Linked DNA regions of Mus musculus: all the other regions are linked to region 1. The links are chromatin contacts, called in public Hi-C and HiChIP or PLAC-seq maps. All regions are on one chromosome and are shown on one strand. Each heading gives the region's core, a stretch centred on a gene start, on an enhancer-like site or on the middle of the called end of the contact. The rest is flanking DNA. Distances are from core to core; before and after follow the strand shown.

Region 1 (2,513 bases), core at 5-2,504:
GTAAATTGCACCATAAAGTTAAGTGAGATCTATTGGGTAAAAATAAGTGAGTTGCAAAGCAGGGGGTTGAAAACAGTGGGCTCGACAAAGATGGGATCTGGACACACTGTCCTCCAAGGTCAGCAGTTGAAGCTTACCCAAGGTTACGGTGACAAAGTGCTCAGTCGAGGCTTGACCTCAATCCGGGCACGACAAATAGCACATTGACATTGTCAAATTATTCCTGCAGATGGTAATCCAGTCACAGATCAGTAACCCAGGCCTCCCTAACTGTCCGTGTCCTTGGCTAAACGGCAGCAAAGGCTGGCCTAGAGCAGCCACAGGCCACTGTGTAGGTGACTGACAGCACATGAAAGCCATCGCCACCTGCCATTCCCTTCCTGTTCCGAGGTTGACAGGGGCTCATGGGGCATCTCACCCATTGGTCTGTGCTCCCCATATCGCTGTCCTGAGCTAAAAGGGAAAGGGCAAAGTGTGTTCCTTGAGTCTCTTAACTGTGTGGGTTCTAGACTGCTCATCAAGTTGGCTCTACAGTCCCTCTGATGGCAAATGGCACGAGTCCTACTCAGTGGAAGTGGGCCAGGGCAGCGTGCTGCAGAGCAAGCCCTAGGGAGAAGAGAATGAAACAGGCTTGAAAACCTGTCTCTGTGTACGAGGACAAAACACACATTTACCGGGAGAACGTGATTGGCCAATGCCACGAAAACGTAATTGAAAGTTTCTCACACACGAGGGAATATGCTGTGGAGGACGTGGCCTCATCTATGCAGAAAGTTTCTGTTTGACGTGAGTGCTCGCTGGTTGAACTGCCAGCTAAGTGGGGCTGGGTCAGTGCTGTGCAGAAGTCTCTGCACATGTACAAAAGAGGATTAAAATGCAATCAGAACTTTGAGAGCTTACTGGTGGGGCAATCTAAAGGGCCATTTCCAGTTGGCCTTGGCAGGGTAGACTGGATGGCAAAGTGAAGGAAAAGATAAGGCAAGAATCTGCTTCAAAAGCCAGCCAGACAAGGATGGGGGACTGTGCTGCCACAGAGCCCTTGGAGAAAGGCAGAATTTCTCAGTCTGCAGCTCCTGGCCTGGGTCCATCCATTCACTGTGCTGCATGTGTTCTGGGCTCCCGAGGCCAGGCCCCAGCCTTCAGAGACTGCGCCAACCATCACAGACTGCTTGCCACGTCAACGCTCAGTGCGGCTCTGAGAGAGCGGCCTTATCTCTCTGTATTTGATTCATTCTTCCAGAAAACCCACAAGATTCCTCACCCCTAACAGACATTCCACTGCTCATGGGAAAGTCTCTGGTCTCAGCCCTCCAGGCAGCATCTTACACGTTAGATTAGAGCTGACTCACAGACAGCTCCAAAGCTGTTCACCACAAGGGAACAAAAGCAGCCAGCTGCCAAAGTCTGGAAACACCCATGGGTCTGGAGCCGCTTGGCTGGCTTGTGGGTCTCTGACACCTACCTGTTTACAGGGGCCTTGGCTATCTTCAGGTTCTTCTCAGCCCAGATCTGACTGCTGGCCTAGGGTCACACAGGATGGATATCTCTCTTGATAGTGACAGCCTGGATCCTAAACCTACTTCTATTCTTGACATGCAGATTGAGGTAATTTCCCCTCCCTGCTGTCTGTCACCCGAGGCTCCCCTCCAGGGAGGACAGGCAGTGCCCCACCTGCTTCACTTAGAACCACTCCCTGTACCTGTTGTCCCATGTCCCAGAGGTCTAGGTCTGGATTCTCCCCGTGCCTCACCCTCTTTGGCTAGGCCATGTATGTATCATCTGTAGAATGGGGAAGACTACACCCAGGAAAGGTGTCCTGCTCTGCAGACACGGCCCCCTTTATATCCCATGTAGCCACTGTCTTCATTGTGGTGACCTGCCCTGTGCTGGGCACTGAGTAACTCGGCTCTCAGATTATTCATCTGCCCTGCATCCTCACCGCTGGCTTGTTCTCAACCTCGATTTCTCTTCTTTGTCCAGGGAAAACTGTTGCTGTACTGCCCAGACCTTTAGCACTTGACTTCAGCCTCCCTTTCCTCTCGGAGCTCTTCCACATTACAAGACCACCTAGCACATACACACCTGGAGGAGCTGAGCATAGGCAGGAAAAAATAAGTCTCCATCAGCTATGGTGGCATATTCTTGTAGCCCAGGCTAGGAAAGAGGGCAGAGGGAGGAGAATCACAAGTTGGAGGCTAGCCTGGGCCATAAAGCTAGGTCCTGCCTTCAAACACATGCACATGTATACACATACACCATGCTATGTACATATGCACACATGTGTGCATGCACAACACATAATGTAATGAATCACTCGTAGTTCACCAATAGTTTCTTCTCTGATCCAATGACTCACTGGAGAAGAATAGCCTCCGATTCTCTTACCTGGTCACAAGATGGCTACAAGGGCCAACAGTGTGCACACAATCACTGACAAATGTGAATTCTGACAGAGGAGACCCACCACCACTGTTAGCCTAAGAGCATCAGATCTATCACCCTCACCTGCATAG
Region 2 (2,513 bases), core at 9-2,508, 330 kb before region 1:
CTCACTGATAAGTGGATATTAGCCCAAAACCTAAGATACCCAAGATATAAGATACAATTTCCTAAACACATGAAACTCAAGAAAAATGAAGACTGAAGTGTGAACACTATGCCCCTCCTTAGAAGAGGGAACAAAACACCCTTGGAAGGAGTTACAGAGACAAAGTTTGGAGCTGAGATAAAAGGATGGACCATGTAGACACTAGCATATCCGGGGATCCATCCCATAATCAGCTTCCAAATGCTGACACCATTGCATACACTAGCAAGATTATGCTGAAAGGACCCTGATATAGCTGTCTCTTGTCAGAGTATGCCTGGGCCTAGCAAACATAGAAGTGGATGCTCACAGTCGGCTATTGGATGGATCACATGGCCCCCAATGAAGGAGCTAGAGAAAGTACCAAAGAAGCTAAAGGGATCTGCAACCCTATAGGTGGAACAACATTATGAACTAACCAGTACCCCGGAGCTCTTGACTCTAGCTGCATATGCATCAAAAGATGGCCTAGTCGGCCATCACTGGAAAGAGAGGCCCATTGGACACGCAAACTTTATATGCCCCAGTACAGGGGAACGCCAGGGCCATAAAAGGGGAGTGGGTGGGTAGGGGAGAGGGGGTGGGTGGCTATGGGGGACTTTTGGTATAGCATTGCAAATGTAAATGAGCGAAATACCTAATAAAAAATGGAAAAAAAAAAAAAAAGAGTCCTTTGGAAAGGCACTGAACTCCGGTGTCTTAGCCGGCACATGTTGGGAGTATGAAATTTAAGAGAAGATTCCAAACTAGCAGCACAGCTGGCCCTGTGCTTTATCGTGCTCCCCGGGGGTCCTTCAGGAAGCAGGCAGGTGGCCCTGCCCCTTTACCTTCTGGCAACACAAAGAATAAAAGTAAACAGTTCCCAGGTGCTGAGGGGCCAGATGTAAGCCCTGATAACGGCTATCATGACTTGAGCCTCCTCCTCCGTTTGCAGAGTCTCCCCACACAGAGAAGACTGTGAAGGAGGTAAGGCTATAAATTAAGGGAAAGAAAAAGCTGCCCTCGTAGACTTCGTGTAGACTCCCGTTGTGGAATTCTCTGTTGCAAGAGGTCACTGAGTCATATGCTGTGGATGGATAATTTTATGGCCACTAATAAAATTTATAGCCAAAGCAAGCTAAGATAATAAGGGTAATCAAAATGTCCAGCCCTGGGATGGGAGATTCCCATCTTGGCCTGCCGGGGTGGCTGGGCACTGGCCAGCACAAGGAGGAACTTATCTGTGGGACTCAAGGCCACCGGAATCCTAGAGGTGATTTGTGTGCATTGGAGCCTCGGAGACAGGGCCAGGCATGAGGCACGCTTCAAATGAGGTATTGAGTGATTGTGTTCTGTGGACAGCATTCTATAAACATTAAGAAATGAATTGCTATATTTAAATGCCCTGAAGTGAACCCTAAGCCTAAGAAATGACCTGACCCAGCTGAGTTTAGGACCCTACATTCTGAGAAGAATGTTATCTGAGCACCCAGGAGTACTGGTGAGGGATAAGGGATGGAGAGGAGGGTGATATTTGTCTTATGTATGTGGAAGGAGTCTGACAATTTTAATGAGACAGCTAAGTTGAGAGGCCTTTTCCACCCTGAGCCCTCAGCCTGATTCCCTTCCCACCTATTTCCCCCCACTAAGGGCTCAGACTGGACATAACTCCTGCAGGCTTTAGGCATGAGCTAGAAGGGGGTGGGGGGAGAGAATCGTGTTACTTTTTCAATCTCACCATCCTATAAAACATGACATGGTTGTGCAGAGACACATCAGATTCACTGGAGGGCAGAACCCCTGTGTTCTTGGCTACCTTCTTTGACTCTGGTCCACACATGGTAGCCCATATGACCATCTTCATTGAATGAGAGAGAGCAAGGCGTGGTCCCTGGGGGAGGTCAAAAGGAATGGACTGTTTGGCTTTATGGGATGTTTTTTATTGTGATAAAATAGCCATTTGCCAAAAATTTTTAAAAAAAGTAGCATCTGAACTACTTTCTAGTCCATATCAAGTGTGCACCGTGTGGCCATCACTGTGCAGCCTTCCCTGACACCTGTCTGTAGTGTTCCTCATCCAAGATGGAAATTATGAAGCCAGAAGACACTAACTCCATTCCTCTCGCCTTAGTTCCTGGCATCCCCACTCTCCCTCCTGCCACTATAACTGACTAGATAACTAGGGTGCAGAAAAGAGCACAAAGCGTTTCTCACAGACTGTGGAAGGCTTAGATGACCATGCATGCTACCACAGTACCTAACTCCTGGAGGTAGATGCCTTTCTGACCCCCATGGTCAGCTGTCTGCTGTCCAGAGCCTACCCGGGAGTCTATCCATATCTGTTCAGTGTTGCTCATCTTTGGGTTAAGGCTGCTGTTTGATCTGCTCAATGGCAAGTTCATTCCCCTACTCTAGACTCCATTATAGCTTGTTTAATCCCAGCTACTTCTAGTGGTTGAAACCCTGAGCAGTAACCACACAGGAATGTCCAGGCC
Region 3 (2,513 bases), core at 8-2,507, 280 kb before region 1:
GGTGCTCAGGGTTCCCTTAAAGCCATACAGAGCGTGTCAATGAAAGGATGGGTAAAACCACAGAGAAAATGCTGTCTGCCTTCCCTGATCACTCACCCTGAGAATTTTGTGTTGTTTGCTTTTGATATTTAATCCCCTTCTTATTCATACAGGTTCTTTAAACATTGAAATGTTTGTAACTCTTTAGAGCTACTTACCCCTGGAAAAGTGTGTGTGTGTGTGTGTGTGTGTGTGTGTGTGTGTGTGTGTGTGTCTTGGCAGAAGTGGATGGCACACTCTATCAAATGAATTATTTTTGAAAGGAATTCTTACTGAGCTGGGGCAGGGGTAGGAAAGCCACAGGATGGTCCTTGAGCCTGGCAGCATAGTCTCTTGCTACCCCCAAAGCAGGGTAGCTATGACGTAACCTGCAGGAAGGACACCATGAAGGGCTGGGGCTGATGGTTATATCAGACAGTTATTGTCTCTTTACAGAGTGAAAGTCCTGTGTCTTTCCAAGCTCCTCTGTAGCTAATCAGAGCAGGAAATGAAAAGGAAATCTGAAATGTTAGCTAGCTCTTCGTTACTGTAGCAAATACCCAAGGCAATCAATCAGTTTACAAAGAGGAAGGGCTCATTTTTTTGTTCCTAGTTAGAGATGCCTTGAGTGCCTGATTCGTTGGGCCTCACTGTTTTAGGGCCTATGATGAGATAACATGTCAGAGGCAAGGGATAGGAAGAAGGGACTGAGTCTGAGATCCCCTCCAAAGGCGCAGTGACTTAGATCTCCCACTAGGCCCCATCGATCCAATGGTCCACCACACACTGGAGACCAAGCCTTTGGCAAAGGACCATTGGGGAGCGGGGACACTTAAAATCCAAATCATAGCATCTGCTGAGGCAGCTTCATTCGTCTGCCTCCTGATGTAGATTGATGTAGAGAGAATGAGGAGTGGATTTAGCAGAATCAATGACACCCCCCAGTCCTCACAAGAACAGTGTGGAATGGGCCCACTAGAAAAATATCCAAACATGCAAAATGAGACCTATGTTTTGGGGCCGCTTGTCTATCCCTTCATCCAATCTCTGGACTTCATCTTAAGAGCTGATTTATACTGATGGGATATTTCTTTTTCTGGATTGAAAACAAACTCTTGAGCCTGTGGGCTCCTTTAAGCCTGGAACAACCGAGTGAATGGATGGCTGCATACAGCCCGTCTGGGTCAGCTGCATGGCCAGCCACTGTGGTATTTCTTTTCCTATTCTAACATAACAAAGGGCTGACTAAGCTAGGAGGGGAACAGAGCCAGGGAAGGAGACTACAGCCCTACAGTATTTTATGGGAATAGTATAAATTGTGGTCATCTAAAGGAAGATTTATGCCTAGAATTTACAAGGTAAACAGAATCACCCACAGGAAGGAAAAGGACAGATTTTCAAACCCCAGACCTTCTCTTCCGTTTTCTTAGCTGAAGGAGAGGTGAGCTGGTGGGCAGACATTGTGAGGATCTTGCTGTAAACTTTACATTGCCCTCCCCACCCCCAAAACACGTTGAAAGCTCCCCATCCCTCTTTAAGATAACTGACAGTTACTCTGAGAGAAAGGAACTCACAAGCTTTAGTATAAGGGGGCTAAAATCACCCAGGGTTTTGGGTTCAAGCATGTGCCATCCTGCCCAAGGTGATGACAGTGGCCGTTTCTTCTCAGGAGCTGTAGGAAGGAAGCTAGGAAGCCTCTAGCTCTGAACAGTATTCAGCAAGACCATTAACATTTCTGAGCATCCCATGATTAAAATAAGACCATGTTAGATACTTGCACAGCTGTGTGGTGACATAAAAGGGGATCAGGGAAGAAGGAAGGAGGAGGGAGGGGAGGAGGAGGAGAAGGAGGAGGAAGAGAAGGGAGAGGAGAAGGAGGAAGAAGAGGAGGATGGAGGGGAGGAGGAAGAGGAGGCTGTTGGCTTATCCTGGGTCTACACTTTCATTTGAGCCTGTAGCAGGATGGTGCTTTGTGGAGTCTTTTGCTAGCTTCTGATGTCTGCTAGACTCCCCTTGTTCAAATTCTGGATTTAACTGTTCTTGAAGTTTGAGGTGAAATCCGGACTTTGAGAAAAGGATAGTCTTTTTAAAAATTTTTTTATTAGGTATTTTCCTCATTTTCATTTCCAATGCTATCCCAAAAGTCCCCCATACCCTCCCCCCCTACTCCCCTACCCACCCCCTCCCACTTCTTGACCCTGACGTTCCCCTGTACTGAGGCATATAAAGTTTGCACGACCAATGGGCCTCTCTTTCCACTGATTGCCAGCTAGGCCATCTTCTGATACATATGCAGCTAGAGACACAAGCTCCAGGGGATACTGGTTAGTTTATATTGTTGTTCCACCTATAGGGTTGCAGATCCCTTTAGCTCCTTGGATACTTTCTCTAGCTCCCCCATTGGGGGCCTTGTGACCCATCCAATAGCTGACTGTGAGCATCCGCTTCTGTGTTTGCTAGGCCCCAGCATAGTCTCTCAAGAGACAGCTATATCA

The links. A called contact is a pair of places that touch in the nucleus more often than the background predicts. HiChIP or PLAC-seq counts read pairs in DNA pulled down with a chosen protein or histone mark.
Region 2: a contact with region 1 is called in a Hi-C map of adipose-derived mesenchymal stem cells, with 2.0 times the contacts expected there. The contact joins two enhancer-like sites. A contact is called at or near these places in 2 of 484 Hi-C or Micro-C datasets (adipose-derived mesenchymal stem cells and uterus) and 1 of 9 other capture datasets (embryonic stem cells).
Region 3: a contact with region 1 is called in an H3K27ac HiChIP or PLAC-seq map of the NIH/3T3 cell line, with 2.2 times the contacts expected there. The contact joins two enhancer-like sites. A contact is called at or near these places in 2 of 115 datasets of contacts at active chromatin or transcription factors (the NIH/3T3 cell line and vascular smooth muscle cells) and 1 of 9 other capture datasets (embryonic stem cells).

Annotation. Positions count from the first base shown.
Region 1 is chr1:179,040,872-179,043,384 of GRCm38.p6, forward strand. All of the region lies in intron 10 of Smyd3 (SET and MYND domain containing 3), which reads right to left. Among named protein-coding and RNA genes, the nearest start is that of Gm46249, 270 kb to the left of the region's middle. Within about 2 kb of position 1,255, at least 134 of the 459 cell types and tissues checked have an H3K27ac peak or open chromatin away from gene starts, as enhancers often do. A contact at or near this core is called in the NIH/3T3 cell line and adipose-derived mesenchymal stem cells, where this site is marked.
Region 2 is chr1:178,707,038-178,709,550 of GRCm38.p6, forward strand. All of the region lies in intron 3 of Kif26b (kinesin family member 26B), which reads left to right. Among named protein-coding and RNA genes, the nearest start is that of Gm46249, 68 kb to the right of the region's middle. Within about 2 kb of position 1,259, at least 19 of the 459 cell types and tissues checked have an H3K27ac peak or open chromatin away from gene starts, as enhancers often do. A contact at or near this core is called in adipose-derived mesenchymal stem cells, where this site is marked.
Region 3 is chr1:178,757,439-178,759,951 of GRCm38.p6, forward strand. The region is part of intron 4 of Kif26b (kinesin family member 26B); the gene reads left to right. It also overlaps the pseudogene Gm34176. Among named protein-coding and RNA genes, the nearest start is that of Gm46249, 17 kb to the right of the region's middle. Within about 2 kb of position 1,258, at least 13 of the 459 cell types and tissues checked have an H3K27ac peak or open chromatin away from gene starts, as enhancers often do. A contact at or near this core is called in the NIH/3T3 cell line, where this site is marked.